2 separate regions of the Mus musculus genome follow, and region 1 is linked to region 2. A link is a contact called in public Hi-C data. All regions are on one chromosome and are shown on one strand. The core of a region is the stretch at or near the end of the contact, and the rest is flanking DNA. Distances in the headings are between cores, read along the strand shown. Region 1 holds the start of Erich6b (glutamate rich 6B). Region 2 has its middle 12 kb from the start of Gm36060.

Region 1 (6,451 bases), core at 3,204-5,703, 76 kb after region 2:
TACGAGAAGGACTTTATATCAACTGCCACCCAGCAGTGGGGTGCTTCAGGATTATCCTCAGCCAATCTGATGTCCATCCAGGAGACAACAGAAGACTCTGGGAAAGTGGCCAAGCTTGCTACAGAACAAGGACACCCCACGAGTCAGTGTCCAGAGAAAATGTTCTCAAGTTAACATTAATCTGTCCTATTCATGGGATATCATCAATGACCCCACGGTGGAGGCTTGGGCCTAGGCCCTATCTCCATAGGCCCTAAGGGCCATTATTATGATTGGTCCCTTGCAAACGTAGACATAACTTATGAGTGTTACAACAACAAGCCAGTTGCCCTGCCAAAAATTTTCAACCCAAATATAACACAAGAATCCAACAACAACAAAATCCATCTCAGCCACCAGATGCAGTAATTTAGATATGTTCTGCCACTGTGATGGTTTGTATATTCTTGGACCAGGGAGTGGCACCATTTGGAGGTGTGGCCTTGTTGGAACAGGTATGACCTGGTTGGAGTAGGTGTGTCACTGTGGGTGTGGGCTTAAGACTCTCACCCCAGTTGCCTGGAAGTCAGTCTTCCACTAGCAGCCTTTGGATGAAGACGTAGAACTCTCAGCTCTGCCTGCACCATGACAGCCTGGATGCTGCCATGCTCCCACCTTGATGATAATGGACTGAAGATAATGTAAGCCAGCCCCAATTAAATGTTTTTTATAAGACTTGCCTTGGTCATGGTGTCTCTTCACAGCAGTAAAACCCTAACTAAGACAGCCACCAAAGAGACAGATATAACCTACAGCTGTTGGTCCCTCTTTCCCCTCCCCCATGCCCACCCCTTTGCTCTACAGTATATCTCCCTGAATTTTTTTTTCCTTCACATGTTGAGATGTAGTCTGCATGGTGGAAGCAGGAGAGCAACACATTGACTTGATTCTTCATCTGTTCCTCTAGTCCTGGGTCAGGAAAACACCCCTGGCCTCTGCCACCCTACAGGACAATTCCTTATGGCCAGTGGGGGTCTAGAACCCCCAAGATATACAAAGAAGCCTTCCCAGGTCAAAGAGGTTCTTATAATCTTTTGAAGAATCTCCAAGTGTAAGAGAAGCAGACATTCAAAATATATAATGGAAGAGATGGCAGCTCAAGATGTCTCTTCACCCATATCAGCCTTTAGAAGTCCTGAGGTTCTGTCATCAACGCCAACTGTCCTAGGAAGGAGAATGGAGAAATTCAGAGGATGAGAATCAAGAAGTAATGGGGGCTGGAGTGTAGCTAAGGCAATAAGTGCTTGCTTTGCAAGAATGAGGACTAGAGCAAGATCCCCAGAGTCCACATAAAAGGCGCCAGGCAGGGTAGCACATGCTTGGTAATCCTAGTGCTTGGGAGGCAGAGATGGATCCCTGAAGCCTGCTGACCGACCAGTCTTGGCGAGTCTAGGGCCAGTGAGGGTCCTTGTCTCAAAATATGAAAAATACCAAAGGGTGTCCTCTGGACTCCACATGAATATGACACGCTAAATACATACATAGGTAATAAATAAAATAGGCACAGTACAAGACACAAAGGCCGGTGGAAATGAGGATACTACCAACGGCTAAAGCCATGTCCTGTACCCTCTTCCTTAAAGGAAGAAGCTGGGGCCTTCTGAATAAGAAGAAAAATCACACCTAGCATTTGCTAAGTGCTCCTTCAAAACCATTGTCTCTGAAAGATGTTAAAACAGATTCCACTGAGTCCATTTGCAGTCACCTGGAGCAAGAAGTGGTAAAAGGAAGTCACTAGCAAGGCTTTACGAAAAAGTCTTGTCAGTCTAGGCTCATCTGGCTGTGTGTTAAGTGTCAGGCAGGTACAGGAAAGCAATAGATGCTGTCCCTAGACCCTCCATTAGGCTGTAGGTTCTCCTGTTGCCAAAAGCAACCTTCGAATGAGAGACCTGGTAGCTGACGGCTGGAGAAGACAGAAAGTCTGCTTTGGGAATCAAAGAGGCAGACAGGGGACAGACAACAGAAAGAGAAGTGAGGTCAGTTCCCAGGCTGCCCCACTTGGGGGTCAACACAGTGTCCCAGCTTAGATGCCTGGGAAACTGAGGCCAAGCCTTCTGGAAGTCATAGTACACGGGTGGGATTGTAGTGGGAGGACGGGAAGGGAGGCCTTGAGTTTTATCTTTCTAAAAAGAAGGAGGAGGAAAGCCATGACCTGATATATTTTAAGTAATTACTCTCTTTGTGAGCTATGGAGGGAGGGAATTAGAAGACCAACTAAGAGCCTTGTAAAATCTCCCAGAGAAGAGGAAGCAGAAGGAATGATCAGCCTCTGGATATGTGTTTGGGTAGAGGACCTAGGAGTCAGAAGCGCATTCACCTGGGACACAGGAGAGCATCTCTAGGTGCTTGGTCGGAGCAATGGCGCAGCTCTTTATCAAATGACAGAGACTAGAGGAAGGGTAGCTTGGGGGAGGGGCCACCCACAGTCCAGGCTACATGGATGGATGTTTCTTCTGGGCACCCAGGTAGAAAGGCCAAATCAAGCAGACGGCCACAAGAAAGTAAACTATGTCTTTATTGGGTGCTTATGGCAAGATTTATGAAAACATTTGTCTTATCACCATTTTCCTATCAGCCTCTAATAGAGAGCATAGTCTTCCATGATAGCTGAGCAAGGCATCTCTAGAAGCAGCCTTGTGGGGTAGGAAATGTCTGAAAAGATGCTTTGTTCAGGGACCTAATGGCATGTATGCCTTACTGAACCCAGAGAGGCAGGCAGTAATTACTCTCACAAGGACCTCCGCCTGCCTCTCTGCCTCTCTCCATCCACTACGATCCTAGGCTTGCCTTTGCCAAGAGTGAGCATTGTGGTTGCATTTCTTCCCTGGGGCAAGATGGTCCAGAGGTAGGGCTGATAATTACTACCAAAGGAAAGAGACAGATAAATTCCCACCCAGATCCATGACCGATTCAGTGGTATTTGGAGGCTAGTCACTAAATAACTTAAAACCTGTAATGTTTCTGTCTCACTCCATCTATGTTCCCAACACCTCCTAATATGATATAGGCATGTAGTAGGTGTTTAAGAAAATCCCCACAGGGGCTGGAGAGATGATGGCTCAGCAATTAAAGCACTGGATGCTCTCACAGAGGTCCTGAGTTCAGTTCCTAGCAACCGCATGGTGGCTCACAAGCATCTAATCTGGGATCTGATGCCCTCTTCTGGCATGCAGATAGAGCACTCATATACATAAATAAATCTTTTTTTTTTAATCTCCCCAAAGGAATGACCCCATCTACATAAAACCAGTGGGCGCCATCTTGTGGAAGACTGTACAGTAACAATGGCCTAGATTCCAGACACCAGGCTGACAGGAAGGGAACCCTGACATGGACTCTGAAGCTAAGGGCACTGCTTGAAATGACAGACTTGGAAACTTTCCTTGAAGCTGTGTGTACACAATACAGCACACTTTTTTACTTAGATTCATGTAAGGGCATTGGAGATGATGGTGCGGGCAGGGAGGGGCAGCTATACCCATTCTCACAGGCCAGCCCTTGGCACTGCCCTTGAGTCTGCTTGATACCCAAAGCATACCCAAAGCAGCCAGATCAGTTCTCCACTCTCCTGCCCAGCAATACCTTTATGAGCCTCGCCTGGGTCTCCTCATTGCCTCGGAGAGGGGCAGAAACGGCCACCGACTGTTCTCTGTTTACTGGTTTCCCGGTGGGTCTGTGCCCCTTACTTTCCCAGCAGTTTCTTTTGTGTTGTTGTTGTTCTCAGCTCTTCCCAGGAGTCTAGCCCAGGCCACCAGGAGGCACTATTAGCCAGGAACACACAGTCCTAGTGACTGCTTAGGCGTCACAGAAACCTGCAGTTTATACAGCTTGTCAGACTCACTCAGAAAAGAAAGAATTGGAATTACAAACTTAGATGCAAACACAATTGCTTATTAAGAATGGGAAATCACAACAAAGCATCACATTTCAAATGCCCAGCTCTCTTTCTGATGAAACTTCTGTACAAGTACCAGAAATGCCCACCCCTGTATTCAAATCGGCTGGTCTGACCTCCTCTCCGTCCATCCCAACCCACCCTGCAACACCAGCGAGTCCATCTAGAGTCACGATCAGTACATTTCACCGGGGTTCTGTCCCCTGACTCCAGATCAGGCCCATGCATGTTCCCAAAGGCAACTCTCTGTCTCATGGATAGCACTCAACGGAGCCGATGAGCTGATGGTGACACCCAGGGGCTTAGAGATGTTGGTCCTGGGTTCCAGCGCAGGTGAGTCCACACGGGATGCCCTGGGAGGCACTCCTACCATCTTTTCACCTTAGAAGCCAGACTCCCTTCCCTCCCTCTCCCTCTCCCCTCTCCTCCTTTGGCTGGGAACTGGAAGCTAAGGGTCCAAGGTATAGAATGCCCGAAACAACAGAGAAGTGGTAGAGATGCGTGTTCCGTTCCCATGGTAACAGAGAGCGACTTAAACTCGAGATTGGAAGGGTGCAGTTGACTCGCGGCCAGGATCCAAGATTGGGTAAGAGCTCTGAAGGCCAGGCCTGGGCTCCTCCAGCCTTTGGGCCCTGGAAAGGAAGAAGCAATGGAGAGAGAGAGTCCAGGGTGGCAGAGTCCAAGGATAGCAACGGGATATGCCAAGTACCCAGACCCCTTTGTTGCTTGTTATTTTGTCTGTTTTGTTTTTTCTACTCCTGCACTACCTTGATCTTTCTGTTTCCTGCCTTGACACCATCCTCCCCCTGTGAAGAGTGGTGTTCTACTGGTCCAGTACAAATAAAGGGGTGGGTTCGTCTCCTCCAGAGAATCCAGGCACTGAAAAGAATCCTCAAATTAAAACTTGTCTTGCCCAGGCCTACCCCTGGGACTCAAAGCAGGTCACTCAGGTTTTTTCTACCACCACCACCACCACCACCCACCCACCCACTCACCCACCCCTGCCTCTCACTTTTGGGAGGTTTGAGAGAAACAGCACCCCCCTACCTAGCCTGGGGGGGGGGGGTCAAGAGGGAGCAGAGCCAAAGCCAAAGGTTGGCTTTTCACAAGTGTTCTGTACCGATGACTGCAAGCTCAAAGTCACCCCCTTTCAACGGCCAAATTCCAATATATTTGAAATCCTATTTGTTAAAAGAAAGCAAATAAGTAAATAAGCCCTAGACAATATTCTCAGCAGGGCACTGGGTGTCTGTTTGTAAAGGCTACAGCAATTGGTGCATGAGGGTTTAGTGAAGCTTTGGGAATCTAGAGTTTGTCCCTGGCATGTTTGAAGGTGGATTCAGACCAGCAAAACAGAAGCAGCCATCAGTAGTCCCCCTCAAGAGGAAAAGCAGCTGCCTTCCAGCAAGGGCCCTGCCAGAGAGCTAAATAACAGGACTTATAAACAGTTCCAGACAGCAGTGTTCCAGATTCGCAGAACACTGTAGGACTCCCCATGACGGAAGTGAGATCTGCCCCCTTGTTTCCTGCAGGTTTTCTAAACACCTGCTTCCAGAATCCCAGGGAAGCCCAGGGGTCCCAGGGTTCACTCAACGATGTCTTCATCCACTCCTGGCTTCACTGTCTGAGCCCATCACTCACCCCATTGGAAGGTTAGGTGGATGAAACATCCAAACCATTTGCAGTCAGTCTCCTGTATGCCTCTCTTCTGCAGCTCATTAATTCAGTGTACAAACTTCTGTTGAGAGCTCACAGTAAGCCAGGCATTGAGGTGGAATTGCATCCTGTGAGTGAGGCAGATGTGCCGACAGATGTGAGACTTGCAGAGGTACAGTGTGAGAGCTGGGGGGGGGGGGGGGTAAAGACACACTTTCTCTACACAAACCTAGAAACAAGAACAGCCTGGGGGAGCAGGCCCCAGATTCAGGACTGATCATGTGACCAAGGCTTGCTCTAGCTCTGAGGTGCCAGTGTCATGTGATTCCATTGCCTGAATTCTTGCCCTCTTACTACTAAATACAAGCCAGATTGACTCTTAGTATTGATTGATGTAGCACTAATAGCAGAGACTGTGTTGTAGTTTAAATGTTAAATGTCCCCTGTAAGCTCATGTGTTTGAACACTTGAGTCCCAGATGGTAGCGCTGTTCTGGAAGCTGGGGAGCCTTTGGGACTTAGGATCACTGGAGGTTTTACTTGCTTCTGGTCCCAGTCTGTGTTCTCTGCTTCCTGCTTCAGGCTTTGTGTGAAGAACCCGCCAAGCACCCCTACTGCGGTGGGACTCCCTGTCATGCCTCCCTTACCACGGTAGACTGATCCTTCTGAAACCGTGAGCCAAGATGAATCTTCCCCTAATTTATTCCTGTCAAGTATTACGTCACAGCAATGAGAAAAGTGGCTGAGTCACCCCTGATGGGCACATCAAGTCTGACAGGAAAGACGCAGGCAGAGTTTTTAATGAACTGCCTTGTCTGATGTCCTCAGGTCTGTTGGAAGGCATCTCACAATTACCTACCCC
Region 2 (5,919 bases), core at 2,964-5,463:
TAACTCCAGTCTCTTCAGGAAGGAAAGCCTAGTTCCCCGGAACGGAAACCTTAACTCCTTTGAGACCATGCATGAGCCAAGCTCCAGGCTGGACCCAGCCAAGTCTGCTCCTGGGCAAGGACACAATTAGGTTTTCTTTGTCCTTTCACCGGGGCCTCAGAGAGAGCCTCAGATCCCTCTCAACAGTGTTACCACCATCTATGTTTATTTCCATCATTGGAAAAAACAAACAAACAAACAAACGTTCTTTTGTTATAAGTCTGGCAAGTCTGAGTACATATATGAAAAAATTTTATGAGCAAAACATTTTGAAGCAAAAATAGATTCTGAGTATTACTTTTCCAGTCCCAGCGTTAGGGGTTCGGATGACTTGATAGTCCTCACGGTAAAGTGTTGTGTTTCCACCAGGGGGACCTAGGGGGAGCACGATGAGGAAACATTCAAAAGGCTGGTCTCTCAGGCCATGTGGGGATTTCTAACACAGCTGAAAGTTTCCTGTACTTCCCAGAAATAGCAAATCTCCAGAATTTTGGTAGCTCTTGCCTTTGCTTGTATTATTGTTGTTGTTGTTGTTGTTGTTGTTATCTGTTCCTAAACAATATAGTGATTGATTTTGTATGCTTTTATTGAGATTATTTAGTCTGGGACTCATTGGAATTTTTGAAGATCTATAGTCTGAATAAAACTTAAGTGGTGCACGGCCACATACCCATGTATATATGAGCATAATTAACTGAACTTAGTGGGTTATTTAAAAAAAAAAAGGTGACATGAAGTTGAGAAGGAGATGTATTAGAGAAATATGGGGGGAACTAGAGAGGGAAAATGGGGACATTTATGCTATTTAGAATGTGTCTATGAAATTCTTGGGAATAAAGGAAAAATGAAAAATAAATTTATAAACATGTATGAGTTTTTGACCGTTTGGACACTGTTTTAGGTGGTCTCTTTGCTGTGTCTTACGCATACCTCTTCAGTTCTGTGGGACCTATTGAGACACTCAGACATTTCAAGATAGGCTTCATTCTTTGAGCTCAGTACTCAATTTTTAAAAGTGAGCCACAGGCTAAAGGGTTATAGAAAAGGTCAGAGGTCAACCACGTGAAGATCAGACATTGCTTAAGTCGCACTAGGTCCCTTTGAACTTGACTTCTAGCCTATATGTCACCAATGCATCTACTACTCTCCCATAAGGCTCAGTGTGCTCACCGCAGGCTCCAAGAGCTCCAAGGTTCCCTTGCTGAGCCACCTGCCCCTCTCCACGGCACTAGGGACCATTTCACAGCACTGAGTGTGCAGAGCACCTAGTCCAGTCTGCATAGGGACCTATGGCTGCCAATCATCCTGCACCCTCATCTCACCCAGCTCTGCCAGGTTTGGTCTCTCCCTCCAATGTGAGCTCTACTGGGTCACAGCGAAAGCAGCAGAAGGGACGTTAGCCCTCGTTCCCTCCCTGCTGACAGATCTGTGTTATTCAGCTTTATAAATCTAATTTGTCGAGGTCAAATGAACACATGTTAATGCTTAGACTCCATAGACATATAGTTCTCCTTGGCAGAGTACACAGTTTTGTACCACCAAGGCTGTATCTGCATCCAACGGTTCAGAAATTCCTTGTGGAGTCTTCAGGGAGATGCCAGGGAACCTGCTTAAGGTTCCAAACACAGCTCAGGCTGTGTGCTCAACCTCCACCTCCCAGACATGGAACAAAGCCACTCTGAATACTTACAAACAAAACCATGCAAACCTCAGTTTTCTATAAAACCCGAGAGACCAAGATGTGCGTATGCACCTCATCAGACTCATTTGTGCAACAGATGAGTCCAGCCTTTCATTTTTGGTAGGTCTGGTGCTCTGATATCCGGGGCTTTGCTGATTCTTACAGTGTCTGGGGACACTGCAACAACCGGGTCCCAGGAGATGTATCCACACTATATGTCACCATCTGATAACCCTGAAGACTCAGACCAGGTGTCAGATAACTAGAGATAGCCTCTAAAGTCAGTGAAGTTGGCCAATCCCAAGCTCACCCACCATACCTTGGCTGGCCTATTTTGTGGCAACCACAATCAAGACCCAAGTCCTCCTTTTACTCTACCTCCTGACTGACCCTGCCCTTCCCCAGGAGGCTGTGCATGGCATGGCATCGCCCTTCCTCTTGACATCTATGAGTAATGGTAGCCATATTCTTCTACCCATTGGCTTTGCCACACCCACATTTTCAAACAGTGGGCTTGCACATGTAGTGAACATCTTATAAAGTACAAATCCAAATGACTACATGTAGGGTTTTTGTGACTGTCTCCATTGTCTTTGATAATAGTCATAAAACTGGCAGATGGGACAATTCTGGCTTTCAATCATGATACCACTGAAAATATTAACAACTTAGAAACCATTTTGTGAAAGGTACTATAAATGTATTCATGTAGATCTTTACTATGTATTTGGTATGGACCGGGTTCATGTGTATTAGACACTAACTCGTAGCTGAGAACACCAAGAGCTTCCAGCACCTAGAGACAGAAACTACCCCCAGCCTGTGATTCCTGAAGTTGAACAGTTATTATAGAGTAACAACTAGTTATGGGGCTGTGAGTGGAGGGGAACTCAGAGGACTCCAGCAACACAGAAGTCAGAAGGAAACAAAGAACATTAGCAAACACAGCTGAAGAGTGCAATGCCTTCCTCTGCAGGAATTCTCCCCTGGCCTCTGGCTTCCTCCACCTGCCCAGTTATCTCCTATATTAGCATTTACCATAGAAGTCAGATGTTTGTTTTTAGATAAGGCACTGGTTCCTTCTAGATAATGGGATGTAGTATGTTCCTGACCCAGCAAGGATGGACTCAAGCAAAAGAGACCGCTGGGCTGGGAGACTCTCACATCAGAGGAGAGATCGCCTGGTGGAATTGTCCAGGGAAGGACAGGCTGAGCAAGGAAAGCCTGCTGGTCCAGCTCTTCCCAACTCAGATTAAAAACAGAAGGGAAAAGGATGCCTCACAGATCCGTGTAGTTAGATGAGCCCTCTCAAACTGTTGTAGTCAATAAAGTACAGTAGTGGCTGGGGTGGGGGGAGAGCTACTTTGCAGGCTGAGCATGTATTTGGGTAGAGCACTATAGAGCTGCTGAGTCTAGTGTGGGCCCCACTAGCTGCAAGTACTGGGAGAGATTGATACATGGATAGTCCAAACTGAGAGTCTTGGAGTGTAAAATATACGGAATCATGAAGAGTTAGTACTGAAATGCAAATATAATTCATTAATGGTTCGAAATTAACAATATTTTGAAATTATGTAAAATAAAAACACTCATCATTTTCATTTTGTGTGTGTGTGTGTGTGTGTGTGTTTTGATTTTGTTTGTTTGGAGACAAGATCATAAAATCATTATCTTGAGGCAACACCTCAATCTGCTGTGAGGACAGAAGGAAAGAGCTGGCCCTAACAGCAATGGTGAATTGCTGTGCTAGTCTTGACCCGACTGCCTCTGAAATGTTATGTGAGAAAGGAAAATATCAATTTTAAACAACTGTCAAGAGTTCTATTACTCTGAGCCACAATAGCCCCAATCAAAACAGGCAACAAGGGTCACAGCACAGCCATGATAGTGGCAGGTAGTGGAGTCTGGCATCAGAATCAACTTCGATACAAGAAGAGGAAAAGGGGAGGAGCTTAGTCCTCTCTCTGCACTAGGGATGCTGGGGCAGATGCTCTGACTTCCAACTTGGCCTCCAGTGGAGAAAAGAATGTGGGGGAGACAGATCTTCTTTGGAATCCATGGGCCTCATTACTTGGAGGGAGGAATTACTTTTGTCTTCTTTTAATGGCACGTTCAAAAGCCTTTGTTGATGCTCATAGCATCGTGTCTAGTTGCCTTGCTGAAGAGCCTCTTCGTATTTCTCCCGGGATGTCCTTAGCCAGCCGCAGCAGTCACTAACTGTGGGGAAAACGCCTTAAGTGTTAGAGTGCATAGGCCACAATGGGTCTCCTGGGTTTGTGCCCAGCCTCTTACCAGTCCCGCTCCTCATAGCAGCAGCACTACCCAAACACACCACAGGTTTTAATCCTCCGCTGGGTGAATAGTGGCACAGCTTCTGCTCCTTGTGTTGATAGATTACTGTGGAAATAGCAGAAGCTTCTACAACTCAGCCTCCTGAAACCTGGGCAGCACAGCTCAAGAGAGGAAACATGCGCTCTCCCTGCCACCCTCCCTCTGGTGCTGGCAGCCAGCCAGTACCATTGTCCAACACTCCCTGTGCTGATGGGGGAGCTGTATCCTCAGGTTCAGCAAAGACGATGCTCACAAGAACGGCTTTGCCTGATAAATTGCCCTGCAGCCAGAAGAGCTGGCGCGCTAATTTAGTGCTCGCCTCTCATCAGCTGAAATGTTTTTATTTTTGGAGGGAATAGGCTGAGCTATAATTATTATTGATCTTGGAGACAACAATCAGAGAAGGCTTGCGTGTGTCCTCAATGAGCAGGGCCAAAAATAGATGAGGTGTCCTGTTGTTCTTGGCCAATCCTAGCTTCTTCTTGCCCTCGATTGATCTCATAGCTGACTTGCCACTTAGAGAACCAAATTAAGTTCTACACAGAGAATTTGGGTGTCTTAATCCTCACCCTCCCACACCCCATCAGCATTTAGAGAGAAGCCACTGGGGTCTTGGCCGTATTCTCTTAGAGAAGGCCTCACCTGACTGGCAACAGATGGATGCTAATGGGATATTTATTTACAGAGTAAAATTAAATTGGAGCTGCATCTTAATGCACAATTTACATAATCAGCTTTGTTCTGAACTGATGAGCTGTTCTCAATAGCACTTGGGACCTTTCTGTCACAGCTGTCTCAAAGCAGCAGCCACTGAGAATGGAGATTAAGTAATTTCCAAAGCTAGAAGTCTTGATGATGCTCTATTATCCCATCCTGGTAGACCTCGTAATTTCTCTAGATACTGGCACGGGATCAAAGATTCATGTTAGTTTCTTGCCACAATATGGGATCAAAGGAAAGATGTTTAATTTGCAATGAGAAAGGGTTAGACACACAGGCAGTCTCTACGCCCACCCTCACTTCTGTAAAACGGATTTATAACGCCTCCAGCTCCCCACAACACTCATATTTACTAACGTGCCAGACTGTGTGCTTCGTGAACCTGGAGGATGAATTTCACTGTCGTACCTTGTGTGCATGATTCTGGTTCAGGGAGAAGCAGATCACAGATGAGCTAAGGCCCTACCCTGGAGAGCTGGAAGGAACAGATACTCCAAGAGACAGCAGAATTATCAAGCCTGGATCCTTAATAAACAAGTCGTGTTAAACTGTTACCTTCACACCCCTATACCAGCACAGAGGGCACTAAATGCTTAACACTGTTCATCTTTCCGAATCCACTGGCCAACTCTGTGAAGGCTAGCATTATTTTCTGAGAAAAGTCCTAATAACAGACACTTGCTGAAAATTCAAGTGCTCTAAGTATGCTTTAGACCCAGGTTTCCTGTACCTCTAAGATAACTATGATTGCTCTCCTGTCTTTTGCAGTCCAGAAAATCGAGTTCCAAAGCAATTAAATAAGTATCCCCGAAACTCCTAACTAATTAAATGAGATAGCCAAAACTTAGACTTGGTCTGTCTGGATCCAAAATACAAAGCACTTGCACGCTGGGCCACATGAACCCTCACATGGCAAACACTGTAGGCCACTCTATTAGCAGAAGTCAGGGCCCCTTTATTAACAGAAATAAAGGATGTTCAAAATGAGACCTCCATCCCTTGGAGCTATAATTCCTAACCTTGAGCATCAGGCAAACACTCCAAGTCCTTACAAGGAAAACTGATCTGAATTATTTATTCCTCCTGTCATTTACTCGTCACAAATGGTTCCTTCCAAAGTGTGCTGCAGTTAGAATACAATGGGGAAA

Evidence for each region. Hi-C and Micro-C count contacts between places; a contact is called where the count stands out from the background.
Region 1: a Hi-C map of the N1E-115 cell line shows a contact between it and region 2, with 3 times the contacts expected there. The contact joins the promoter of Erich6b here to the enhancer-like site in region 2. A contact is called at or near these places in 8 of 39 promoter capture datasets (the 3T3-L1 cell line, 3T3-L1-derived adipocytes, the HPC-7 cell line and 4 more), 5 of 484 Hi-C or Micro-C datasets (the G1E-ER4 cell line, the N1E-115 cell line, Th1 cells and 2 more), 1 of 115 datasets of contacts at active chromatin or transcription factors (embryonic stem cells) and 1 of 9 other capture datasets (embryonic stem cells).

The regions. Positions count from the first base shown.
Region 1 is chr14:75,637,769-75,644,219 of GRCm38.p6, forward strand. It overlaps Erich6b (glutamate rich 6B), which reads left to right and starts at 4,454. Exons shown (of 13, transcript NM_001369022.1): 1 at 4,454-4,520. Gm36219 (a long non-coding RNA gene) reads right to left here. Exons shown (of 6, transcript XR_383598.2): 2 at 5,576-5,718; 3 at 4,702-4,813; 4 at 4,076-4,566; 5 at 3,622-3,851; 6 at 1,073-1,203.
Region 2 is chr14:75,561,723-75,567,641 of GRCm38.p6, forward strand. No RefSeq gene overlaps it. Among named protein-coding and RNA genes, the nearest start is that of Gm36060, 12 kb to the left of the region's middle. Within about 2 kb of position 4,214, at least 32 of the 459 cell types and tissues checked have an H3K27ac peak or open chromatin away from gene starts, as enhancers often do. A contact at or near this core is called in the N1E-115 cell line, cerebral cortex and hippocampal neurons, where this site is marked.